3 separate regions of the Sus scrofa genome follow, and regions 1 and 2 are each linked to region 3. A link is a contact called in public HiChIP or PLAC-seq data. All regions are on one chromosome and are shown on one strand. The core of a region is the stretch at or near the end of the contact, and the rest is flanking DNA. Distances in the headings are between cores, read along the strand shown.

Region 1 (3,983 bases), core at 1,069-3,568, 280 kb before region 3:
TCCCAGAGCTTTCTCACCTGCTCAAATCTGGGCTGGTTGTCCTCTGTACTGGGTGCACAACTGTCACCTTGCAATCTCCCTTCAGTGTCATCATGTTGGGATTCCCTTAGCTTTTCTCACCTGTTAGAGCTCCTTTTTCTGGATCCCTGCCTTTTCTCTTTCTTGGTTTACTCCCTTCTTTTGCTGAAATACATACCCCAGTAACTTTCTGAGAAAGAGCATATGAGAGGTTAAAAAAAGTTGAAGCCATGCATATCTGAAGATGTCTTAGTTCTACCTTCACAGTTGATTCATACTTTGGGTATAGTATTCCAGATTGTAAATTATTTTCCCTCAGAATTTTAGAGGCATTTCTCCATTTTCTTGTAGCTTCCAGTGTTAAAGGCATTCTTCTATGTTCCTTTAGCTTGCAGTGTTGATTCCTAATCCTTTTTTGGTGGCCCATTTTTTTCTCCCCAGAAGCCTGGAGGATCTTCTCTATGGCCCTGAGGTCCTAAAATATCACATTGACACATGGGTGTATTTTCATCCATTGTGCTGGGCACTTAGGTGAGCCCTTTCAATCTGGAAACTTGGGTCCTTCAGTCCTGGAAGTTGCTTTCTCAGCTTGCTTTGCAGCTAGCAGTGTTCATGTGACATGGTCTGACCAAAAAGGTATTAGCAAAAGTCTCTCAGGAGGTTCTGCGAAATCTTTTGCTTTTCTAATCTTGAGGCACAGATGGTGCTAGCATGGCTCCTTCTTCCTTCTCCTTGCCTTGAATATGGATCCATATGGATAACTGAGCTGTAATGGTTATCGCAAACCCATGAGGGAAAGGCAAAATAATCACAGATGTTAGCCCTGATCTTTTTTTTTTAACCATTGAACCAATACCAGGAGCTGCATGTCTTCTGAATTTTTGTTACATGAGAAAAATGAACCTCTATTTTTTTAAACTCTGCAGGCTGGTTTTGCTGTTACTTGAAGCCAAATTTATTCCTAACTGATAGATTCCTACTGACAGTAGATGCTTGGTAAATATTTGTTTGGCTGAATTCTACAGAGGGGATGAAAGATTTTTTAAAATTTAATTATATTTAAATTTATAGCCAATATATTACCATTTCAACATATAATCAGTTTTTTAAAAATTGTATTAAAGTATAGTTGATCTACTAGGGGATGAAAAATTTGAGCTCACAGATGTCACACGTGAAATTGCGTCTTCTCCAAGAGAAAAAAAAAAAGTGCCCACATCTGTCTTGGTGTCTTCAAAAACCTCTGTAGAAAAGAGGAACTTGATCAAAGTAGGCAAATATACTGAAGGTGCTTGGGGGAAGCAAGAAGAGTTCATTGTCGTGGCTATGAGAAAGCATATAAAACTCCACTGCACTCACTTCACAAGCTTAGAGAACTAAAATATTTGGGCAGTAGGGGTGGCATTTCTTTTTTTTCTTTTTATAGCTGCATCCATGGTATATATTAGTTCCCAGGCTAGTGGTCCAATGGGAGCTGCAGCTGCCAGCCTACACCACAGTCACAGCAACACTGCACCCAAGCCTCATCTGTGACTTACACCGCAGCTTGCAGCAATGCGGGATCCTTAACCCAAAAGGCCAGGGATCAAACCTGCATCCTCACAGACACTGTGTTGGGTCCTTAACCCACTGAGCCACAATGGGAACGCCCCGCATTTCTTAAAGTAGCAAGAGAGGAAAATGACCTAAAAGCTCTGGCAAAGGAACACTAGGTTTTTCTCTAATACACTGGCACATCCATTTGTGCTTCTTGCCTGTTATATATATTGAACCAAAATAATAATTACACTGTAATCTGTGCTCCCAAGGTAGACCATCCTAGAATCAATTAACAGGAGCATAAGAATGCCATAAGAAATAAAGATTTTTTCATTCTAAAAACCAGATCTTGAAGCTTTTTAGAAACAACTGCATTTAGGCCTACTTGTAATTGTATGTTTCTATCACCTAAAAAAGCCAAGCTGCTGAAGCAAGAGTAAATCTGACTTGAAAGATATGTGTTAAACACCAACTGCACAGCCAGAAACGGCTCCGTTTGGCTATAAAATTGACAATTGAGATGTCAGGCAGGGTCAGATAAAGGGGATCCAGGACCATCATCCACCACAGGATCCCGTGTGCTTCTGGGAATTGGAGTTTCCCCCACAGCTGGAGATAAATTAGCTATCCAAAAGGAGAGGACTACTTCTCAGAAATTAGTTTTCAGGAAAGAGAAGTTGGATTTACTGTGGTTTGACAGTTCTGACTGGTCTTTACCACAGCTATTTTTAAAGCTGCTTTCCAGTAACTGTGAGTAACCCTCAGGGTTGGCAACTGTCCTGGGAGGCCAGTGACCGCAGAGACCCTTTTGCTGAGGCCCAGGGCTTGCTCTATAAGGAGATGGAAGTGGGGGTGGGGGGTGCTTACAAAAGAAGGGGCCAGAAGATAGCAAATGGCATTGTAGTGAGGGAGGGAGAGGGCATGTGGTGGGCTAAGGGCAGCGGGTGACCTCAAGATGACTGAGCCACAGGGTGGGGCGAGCCAGCATCGACACTGCCTGTGGGGGCATTTGGATACAGCCTTGCTGTCTGCTCGTCTCCCCACATGACTTCGTTCGTGGGCACTGGAGGGATGAAAAGAGGTCCTTGAACAGTAATGCTTACTAACCATGGGCCCTTTCTTACTTGGGCATAGGTTAACTCACCCTATGATGTCTTGGGCCCCAGATATGCAGAACCAGGAAGGTTGCTTTTGCCTCTAACCTCCTGGGACTCATGCATCCCACAGCTGCCAGTGTGCTTGCTGTAGTTTATCTTCTTTTGCAGAGAATGAAATTCTCCCTCAACCTTAGCTCTTCACCTTTTGAAGCTAGATTTTATTTTTTTGGTCATACCCATGGTATGTAGAAATTCCCACACCAGGGAGTCAAACCCGTGTCATAGCCCTAACCAGAACCACAGCTGCAGCAACACCAGATCCTTAAGCCGCTGTGCCACAAGGGAACTTCCAGAAGCTAAACTTTATTTATTTAGTCTTTTTAGGGCTGCACCCTTGGCATATGGAAGTTCCCAAGCAAGGGGTCGAATCAGAGCTATAACTTCAGCACACCACAGCCACAGCAAGGCCAGATCCAAGCCACATCACAGCTCATGGCAATACTGGATCCTTAACCCAATGAGCAAGGCCAGGGATCGAACCTGTGTCCTCATGGTTACTAGTCAGGTTCGTTACTGCTGAACCGCAGTGGGAATTCCCAGAAGCTAGACTTTTAAATTATGTATTCATTTAACTTTATGTACAATTAGGCCCTTGCAACTGTTTTACAATTTGGTCCTTTTTGTGTGGCATGGCCACTTTTTACTTTGTGATTTTTATATTTCCACTGTGAACAATTTCAAAAATACAAATTTAGAGGAAAAAACATAATGAATTCTCACTTATCCAAAATCCAGCTTGAACAGTGATCAACTCACAACCAGTCTTTTTTTATGTGTACCCTCCCTTACAACCCATTGCTTCATATAAGCAAATCCCAGCCACTCCATGCAAAGTCCTGAGTTCCTTAGCTTGCACATAATGGTCTTCAAGTGGTCCTGCTTTCCAGTATAACAGGATGTTCCAGGTTCTTCCTGTACCTTTGCTGTCTCAGTGGATCAGCCATTTCCTTTAAATAAGAAATTGTTTTTAGAGAACACAGTCTGAGTTCTCAGAGTGCTGTTGCATCTGAGCTGATCACCGTTTCTAGGATACAATGCCCACCTTGGCATTCTCTGTAGGCTTTAGAAAACCTGTGGACTCACACAACTACAAAGGCCATACTTGGCACTGACCTCACCTAGAATAAGGATACAAGGACAGGAAACCCCCCACCCCCACCCCGGTGGGGCTGTGGAGGCCATTTCTCTAGGCAGCCCCACCCCCTAGCCCTTGGAGGTCATCAGAAGAACAGGACTGAGGAGTTTCTGTGGTGGCTCACTGGTGACAAA
Region 2 (3,880 bases), core at 541-3,040, 510 kb before region 3:
GAAAGTCAGTGCTAGACCAGGAACAGTGACCTTTTCTGTCAGTTGGCAAAACAGCCTGCCTGAGGCACCTTTGCAGGGGAAGAGATGGGGAGACATCTCAGCACCTGTCTCCTGCTCTCTGATCCCTGCCAGGGTCTCCACTGGCCAGAGGGCATGAGAGCCCATTGCCTTGGTCCAAACAGGCAAGTTTCCTGGGGCAGAGAGCAGGGTGCAGAGCTGGAAGGGCAAATGCAATCCTTCCGGCACCCTCCATAAAAAGAAAAAAGGGAATTTATGAGCAAAAAAGAAAAAAAAAAATTAACAATCAAGAAAGCACAGCATACAGAATGAATGAGAACTGATTCTCCCAGGAGCCTGATGTGAAATAGTCACTCAGATACTAGTTTTTGTGTTGAAATTCCTAGAAGCCACTGCAAAAGGGAAACCTGGTGGGTTGTAGAGGTCGTGCTGTGTGCCTGCACATATCAAACTAGAAAGACAGAAAATGGGGCCCACTCCCTGTTCCCTGTTCCAGCTCTTGGCACTGATGGTACCAGAGTGTCCTAAATGAATTCAGCTGCTTATCTTACTAGTGATTAAGCAAGAGAAGAAATGCAGTATTCCTAATTTGGGGAAATTTTTGTTTTCAGGTTTCAAAGAAGATTTTCAGATGGATGTTTTTAAAATCCTTGCAGCCATCCTACATCTGGGCAACGTGGAGATCATAGCAGTGGGCAACGAGAGATCGGCGGTCAGTGTAAGATATGTGTTCCTTTTAACCTTCCTGTATTGGAAGGATCATCAGTAGAACCTCTCACTGTAATTCAGTTTTAGATTTTAACACCAGGCACTACTGGGGAGACCAGTTTAACAGGAACAAGGAAGCAGGACTTTCCATGGATTGCTTTCAAAGTGTAAAGCTTCTTTCCCTTGCAACAGTAGGGACGGGGGCAGGGAATGCATTCTCTGTTCTTCTTTTATTCAACACATTTTGACTGAGTGCTTACAGTGTGCCGGACACTGTTGCAGGCTCTGGAGAAACAGCAACGAACAAACCAAAATCAGCAGGTCTTCACGAAGCATATGATCTGGCAGAGGAAGGTGGAGGGGATGAGACATGACAAACATTTATAGGCTCTGGCAGCTGGGGATGGCCATTAAAAAGGAAAATAAAGCAGAGAAGGGGTGGGCTATGCCTTTTGTACAGCGTATTCAGAGAAAGCCTTTCCGATTTGGTAAAGATGTGATTTGTGCCTATATCTGGGGGAAGAGTGTTTGAAGTAGAGGGAACAGTGAGTGCAAGGCCCTCAGGCAGGCAGGAAGTATTATTGCAAAAATAGCCATAAGGTTGGTAAATGCGAAAAAGAAAACACATGAAAGGAGGGGTGGTAGACCAGGCCAGAAAATGTTGAGGGTGGAGGGGGTGGTACAGATCATGGATGGCCTTAAGAGCATTGGACAGTTTTAAGCAGAAAGGATGCCTCCTACCTCCTGACACTCTCTTAATCAAACACCAGTGTTTCTGCCTTCCTCTCTAGAAATAGATTCCCATGTAAGTTTTGTGACAGATATCATTACTTATTGGACACAAGATAAGCTTATGTGTGTCTCTTTGGCAACAGATGTCAGGAGTGGTGATTCTTAGAATGAGGTGTGTGTTGGGTTATTCTCAACAATATCCATGTAAAGAGAACTATTACACAGTTTTAAAAAGTTTCTGTGAAATGCAACATCCCCTTACTATTAAAGCTTTGTATTAACACATGTGTCTTAGTCAACTCTGGTTGCCATAACAAAGTACCACATGCAGGGTGGCTTAGCAATAGAAATTTATTTTCTCACAGACCTGGAGGCTGGCGGTCTAAGGTCACGGTGATTGCCTGGTTGATTTCTGGGTGAGGGCCTTCTTCCTGGCTTGCATACAGCTGCCTTCTAGCTCTGTCCTCACATGGCAGAGAGAAAGCAAGCTCTAGTTTATTTTCTTAGAAGGACAGTAATCCCATCTAGGGGCTCCATCCACAGGATCTCATATAAACCTCCCAAAGGCCCCACTTCCAAATACCATCACATCAGGGGTTAGGGGTTCAACGTATGAATTTTTCATATAACTGAAACAAACATTCAGTCTATAACTATGTCTATTTTCATGTCCCCATAACATGTGATGGGAACAGTTGTTATTTTATATATACGGCAGTTTCTCATCTCTGGCACCTGCCATTTAAGGGGAAAGAACACCAAGAGTGGAGCATATACTTTTCTTGACCTAGTGCTTCAATCCTGTTGCCCTATGACCAAGAAGTAATTCTCCTTCCTCTCTTCAAATTCTTACAATAAGCATCCCCCTCCCCCTATATCCAGCCCTCCTAGGGTCAGTAATTTCACAAAGGACTGGGAAGTTTGGTGAGGGCTCCTGACCTTGGATAGGAGCATGGAGTGTCTATAGTTCTCCCTCTAGTTCTTTGCCAGAGATGAGCTTCTGCACTTTTCCTTCTCAAACTCCCATAGAGTAAAAATAAGATGTCCACCCAGCAAATGCCCTTGCTTTGAACTCCATCCTCTGAAATTTGTTGTGAAGATAGTATTTTAAATAGTTAAAATTGGTAGACTAGAAATCCTTTGTCTCACAATTTTAGGAGACAGATTTTATTTTAAAAAAAAGTCAAATCATTGCAGAAAATTACTAGTCCTATAATTTTCATTTATTTGCATCAAATATTGGCCAAATTCAATATGGATGAAGCCACTGTATTTTTTAAAAATTGCTGCCCCTTTGCATTTCCCCTACAGCTGAAGGTTTGTGACTCGGAAGTTTTGGTTCCTGCTTAGTTGGAAGGAAACCAATGGGCCTGCCTGTCCTCTCCCCAGTGAAGGGGTCAGGAACATCAAAGACACACTCACATCATTGTGAACTTGGTCAGAAGCCATGTGGGTGGGTAGTGGAGAGGTGGCAGGACTCTCTGTAATCTGATGGTTTTTAATTACAGTCATGGTTTTCCCAGTTGGCTGAGATGGTGTCAACAGATTAACCTGCCTCTGCAAGTTCCCCTGCCCAAGGAGACGGGTAGTACTCAGTCACACGGGGTCATATCGCCTTGCTTAGTGACAAGGAACCCTTGTCCGTGTGGTCTAAAGACAAATGGGAGCAGACCACTCCTTGTCTGCTGGCCAGTGGGGCAGCTCTCATGCCCAGGCTTGCGAGAGAAACAAGGTTCACTTTGTACATCCAGGAGTCCTCCGCCACTAGTCTTATCTTGGCTGGAAAGCTGCTTTAGTCCAGAGAGCCCCCATGTTCTCTCTGACAATGACACCTAGGTACCTCCTGGGCCAGACACATCCTCCTACCCACTCCTCTGGCAAAACCTGACCACACACATGGAAGGACAGGGCAAGTTCAGGCTCTGACAGGGGGCCTGGGTGTGAGGCAGAGGGAAGAGAGGCCTCAAACATGCACAGTGCACAGGAGAGGGGGAAGCATTGCTTCTGTAGCCTAATCACTACTGACATTCTTTGGCCAGAAATAACATCCAGGTAGAACACAGCCCAGGACCACCTGGCATTACCACAGTGGTGCCCTGCCAAAGGTCAGGTGCAGGCTCAGTGCCACTTCAGGCTCTTCTGCTTCACCCCCAGACGGGGCTCTGCCTAATGGGCATGGTCCTTCTCAGCCCAGCTCATCCTCCTCTTTCTGGCAGGCCTGAGCAGAGACCCAGGGGCCTGGCTGGGTGGGCTGGTGCTGGTTTAGATGACCTGACAGGGCTTGGGCTTTTCACTTTTGAAGGAGGACGACAGTCACTTGAAGGTGTTCTGTGAGCTCCTGGGCCTGGAGAGCGGCAAAGTGGCTCAGTGGCTATGCAATCGCAAGATCATCACGACCTCTGAGACGGTGGTGAAGCCCATG
Region 3 (4,464 bases), core at 1,226-3,725:
GCCCTTGAAAAGTGCCTGCTCTGAATCGATTGTGCTGTACATGCGAAACAAACACTGGATTTCAAATATGTGGTATGAAAAAAATACCATACAAGATCTCATTACACTTCCACATTACATATTGAAATGACACTATTTTGGATATGCTGGTTTAAATAAAATATATTATTAAATTTAATTTCACCCATCTCTTTTTTTTTTTTAATGTGGTTACTAGAAAATTTAAGGTTCCACATGTGGCTTACATTTGTGGCTCTCCTTTTATTTCCATTGGACAGAGATGTTCTGAACTTTTGATTTCCTTGTGGCATCACTGTTAATAATAACAGCATTTTTTACATATATGGGCCTTTTCTCTACATCAGCATTCATTACTGAGGCAAGTTTCATTAATACACCCCCTACTAAAGATGAGGTTATATGGAAGTGCTTGGGGCATACTAGAATGAATTTGATTAAAAGTCACTTAAATTCACTTGCTGGCTTGGCCACATGCTGTGTAATCTTAGTTAAGTTACTCAAACTGAGTCTTAGTTGCCACGTCTGTAAAATGGGGGTAACGGCATCACACATAGCTTGTCTATATTCACAATAATCCCACAAGTGCTTTGTTGAATCTGTTTCAGCGCCTTAAATAGAAAAGTCTCTTAAAGCTCTTTTTTTTTTTGTGGTCTTTTTGTTTTTTTAGGGCCACACCTGCGGCATATGGAGGTTCCCAGTCTAGGGGTGTAATCAGAGCTATAGCTGCTGGCCTATACCACAGCCACAGCAATGCCTGATCCTTAACCCACTGAGTGAGACCAGGGATCGAACCTGCAACCTCGTGGTTCCTAGTTGGATTCGTTTCCAGTGCGCCACAACGGGAACTCCCATGAAGCTTTTTCTTTAATGCTGATTTGTAATTCTCAACAGCAAGTTGTTCAGCCATAATCGCAGTCTAAATCTCTCTACTGCCTGTGGGGTAATCAACCAATTCTCAAGCTTTAGAAAGCTTCTTTCTTAAATATGGCATAGTTAAATGAAGAATCATCATGGTGAAGGCTGGACCATGTGAATCCAACCAGGCATAAGGCTGAAAGAGGCTTTTCTTTTCAATACCCTAAAGGATAGCCATTATTCCTTGCAGTTGTAGAGTGTGCTTCTCACATGGTGTTTTTTTTCAATACATAGTTGTTGGATTAAAAATAGTATCAAAGAGCTTATTATATTTGGAATTTATTTAGTCCATTTAACAAGTTATCTATTTGAGGGAGTTCCTGTCGCAGCTCAGCGGTTAACAAATCCAACTAGGAACCATGAGGTTGCAGGTTGATCCCTGGCCTTGCTCAGTGGGTTGAGGATCCGGCGTTGCTATGGCTCTGGTGTAGGCCAGCAGCTACAGCTCCGATTGCACCCTTAGCCTGGAATCTCCGATTGCACCCTTAGCCTTGGGTGCAGCCCTAGAAAAGACAGAAAAAAAAGACAAAAAAAAAAACCCAGCAAGTTATCTATTTGACCTAGAGTAGAAGTTAGATCATTTACTAGTAGTGCTGACAATGAATTATAAACTATTCACATCCCTGCCATTTTACTATAAACAGTATGTTAAATAGAAATGACAAATCATTTCTTTATTTACCCCTTTGGTTACTTACATACAAAATATATTGTGAATATTTTTGCTTTATTGAAAGCAAACCTACTAAAGGGTAGAGATTATAAACAAAATCATACAAAGATATGAACCCTTAAATTGCTAATTTCACCTTCTAGTTCTGCCCTTTTTATATTTTAATAGTAAGTTTCAAAAATTGCTTTCAACCTGCAAATTTAGATATGAAATGATTGCTGGTGAAAACATCAATTTTGTAGCTTAGTCCCTTTCTACCTAAGTGCTTATTTAAAGTTTGCTATCATCAGAAAATATTGTCTATTGCTAAGAGGCGAAGGGTATCTTCATTCATTCATTTCACTTGACAAGGATTTTTCAAACATCTATTCTGTGCCAGCACCATGATGGGTCATCATTACTTTCATGTGTCTGTTTTTTTTTTCTTTTTTCAGCTGCCCCACAGCAGATGGAGTGCTCAGGCCAGGGATCAGATCTGAGCCACAGTTGTGGACCTACACTGCAGCTGTGGCAATGCTGGGTCCTCTAACCCACTGGGCAGGACTGGGATCAAACCTGCATTCTTGGTGCTACAGAGATGCCACTGATGCTGCTGTGCCACAGTGGGAGCCCCCATGTTACCCATTTTTAATGCTATTTTAGATCCGCCAAAAGACATATTACTTTAAATCACATCTTCAAGACAAGAAAACTTTTATTTTCCCAGTCTAACTCAAGTGCTGAGCTTCAGATGCTGTAGAACCACAGGCTTCTGCTCAGGCTGCTGCTAACTGGCATGTTTCTGCAAATGCATGGCAGTGAGGCACTGTAAGTACAGCATAGCTTGGTGGTTAGGCATCCTGGTTGAGGAACCAGAAAGACTTGGTGGTAAACCCTAGCTCTACCACGTGCTTGTTGTGTTACTTTGGAAAAGTTTCTTAACCTCTCTGAGCCTCAGATTGCTCATTTGTTAAAGTTGGAACTAATAATAGTACATACATCATTGTATTTTAGTGGGGATTACATGGGATGATGCGTGTAAAGCACAGAGGTCAGTACTCAAGAAATGCAAGCTGTTACTAAGAGGATTAACACTGACAATGGCAATGGTACCAGTATTTACAGGAGACCAGGGGCTTCCTTATTTACTTGAATTATCTAAAGCAAGTAGAGGGAATAGGGCTTTTGGTGGTTGCTGTTTTTGTTTTTGTTTTGTCTTTTTAGGGCTGCACCCGAGGCATATGGAGGTTCCCAGGCTAGGGGTCTAACTGGAGCTGTGGCCTCCTGCCTATGCCTCAGCCACAGCAATGGGGGATCCGAGCCGCACCTGTGACCTACACCACAGCTCACGGCAACACCAGAGCCTTGACCCACTGAGTGAAGCCAGGGATCAAAACTGTGTCCTCATGGATGCCAGTCAGGTTCATTAACCACTAAGCCATGATGGGAACTCCCATTGTTTTTCTTTTTCTTTCTTTTAGCACTGGTTAATAGTATCAAACAAAAAAATATTACAAGATTTGGTGGTTTAAAATATTTTTGAGATATATCAATCCATTTCAAAGGTTAAAATGAAATATGTTAACATCTTTTTATGGGTCGAGTTCCTGTAGGCTTTGATGGGTCTTATAATATCCATTTACAATGACAGAATGTTGTAGGTGAAAATGTTTCAGCAAATTTGTACTAAGCACAGAATAAAATCTAAATATTTATTTAGCTAAAGGCCTAATCTTGTTTCTCCTAAAAGTGTAGTGCTAACAAAATTCCAGTGGGCTCAAAGTGTCTGGCAGTTGGGTTCTTGTTTTACTGTCTCATTATAACTTATTTATTAACGATAAAGAAAATAAATTTATCAGAGCTAAAAATTGTTAATTGGAGTTTCCATCATGGCTCAGGGGTAACAAACCCAACTAGCATCCATGAGGATGTGGGTTCAATCCCTGTCCTTAATCAGTGGGTTAAGGATCCGGCGTTGCTGTGGCTGTGGCATAGTCCAGCAGTTGCAGCTCAGATTTGACCCCTAGGCTGGGAACTTCCATATGCCTTGGGTGTGGCCCTAAAAAGACAAAAACAAAAAATAAAAATTGTTAATTGATAAGACAAGTTAAAAATAGCTTCTAATGAATTAAATATTTTCATGTTACTCTTTTTTTTTTTTATTTTCCCACTGTACAGCAAGGGGATCAAGTTATCCTTTCATGTTACTCTTAAGAATTTTACTCACAATTGCCACAGGGTCATTGCTTCGGGTTGCCGCCAGGCTGAACTTCTTCACGTGAGTATTGGTCTCTAGAGCCTTTGCAAATTCCTTCAGGGTTGGAATTGGAATGTTCTAGGATGAGGAAGACACAGATAGGTGATGAATCACCTGTACACCTGCCCCCCAAGCTAAGGTTCCACAGATTTTTTAAACACCTCATATATTTAGATGGCTAATTGCACACCATCCCCCCAAAGAGATGAGAATAGATTCATCATCTATGCTCTAGCAACTGACCTATCCTGAGTCAATACCCCCATCTAGTGTCCAATAAGGGAACCTAATACAATGTGACATTCTGGCATCATTTTTCCATTTACTTGATCCCCCCAATGATGCATACACCATACTTCCCTTTTTCTCTTTCCTTCTCTATATTCTAGCCAAACTGACCTAATTGCTGTCCTTTTACTACACCATAGGTTTTCCTCTGTCCATACCTTTATATGCTTTTCCTTTTGCCTAGGAATTCCTTTATCTTTGCTCTAATTTCTACTCATCTTTCAAGACTCAGCAGAAATATTGCTTCTTTTATTTATGGGCTCTCCCAGGCAGAATCAAAATTTTCCTTGCCTGAATTTCCACAACATTTTTGGGGGCTTACCATATCCTG

The links. HiChIP or PLAC-seq counts read pairs in DNA pulled down with a chosen protein or histone mark.
Region 1: an H3K27ac HiChIP or PLAC-seq map of alveolar macrophages shows a contact between it and region 3. The contact joins two enhancer-like sites. A contact is called at or near these places in 1 of 5 promoter capture datasets (liver), 16 of 47 Hi-C or Micro-C datasets (alveolar macrophages, brain, embryonic fibroblasts and 10 more) and 2 of 2 datasets of contacts at active chromatin or transcription factors (alveolar macrophages and skeletal muscle).
Region 2: an H3K27ac HiChIP or PLAC-seq map of alveolar macrophages shows a contact between it and region 3. The contact joins two enhancer-like sites. A contact is called at or near these places in 2 of 47 Hi-C or Micro-C datasets (embryonic fibroblasts and subcutaneous adipose tissue) and 1 of 2 datasets of contacts at active chromatin or transcription factors (alveolar macrophages).

The regions. Positions count from the first base shown.
Region 1 is chr1:119,690,418-119,694,400 of Sscrofa11.1, forward strand. No RefSeq gene overlaps it. Among named protein-coding and RNA genes, the nearest start is that of MAPK6, 79 kb to the right of the region's middle. Within about 2 kb of position 2,319, at least 12 of the 83 cell types and tissues checked have an H3K27ac peak or open chromatin away from gene starts, as enhancers often do. A contact at or near this core is called in alveolar macrophages, where this site is marked.
Region 2 is chr1:119,464,976-119,468,855 of Sscrofa11.1, forward strand. It overlaps MYO5C (unconventional myosin-Vc), which reads left to right. Exons shown (of 41, transcript XM_021095283.1): 9 at 630-730; 10 at 3,761-3,880. Among named protein-coding and RNA genes, the nearest start is that of MYO5C, 60 kb to the left of the region's middle. Within about 2 kb of position 1,791, at least 2 of the 83 cell types and tissues checked have an H3K27ac peak or open chromatin away from gene starts, as enhancers often do. A contact at or near this core is called in alveolar macrophages, where this site is marked.
Region 3 is chr1:119,972,961-119,977,424 of Sscrofa11.1, forward strand. TMOD2 (tropomodulin-2) reads right to left here. Exons shown (of 10, transcript XM_001925676.5): 7 at 3,816-3,923. Among named protein-coding and RNA genes, the nearest start is that of TMOD3, 26 kb to the left of the region's middle. Within about 2 kb of position 2,476, at least 1 of the 83 cell types and tissues checked has an H3K27ac peak or open chromatin away from gene starts, as enhancers often do. A contact at or near this core is called in alveolar macrophages, where this site is marked.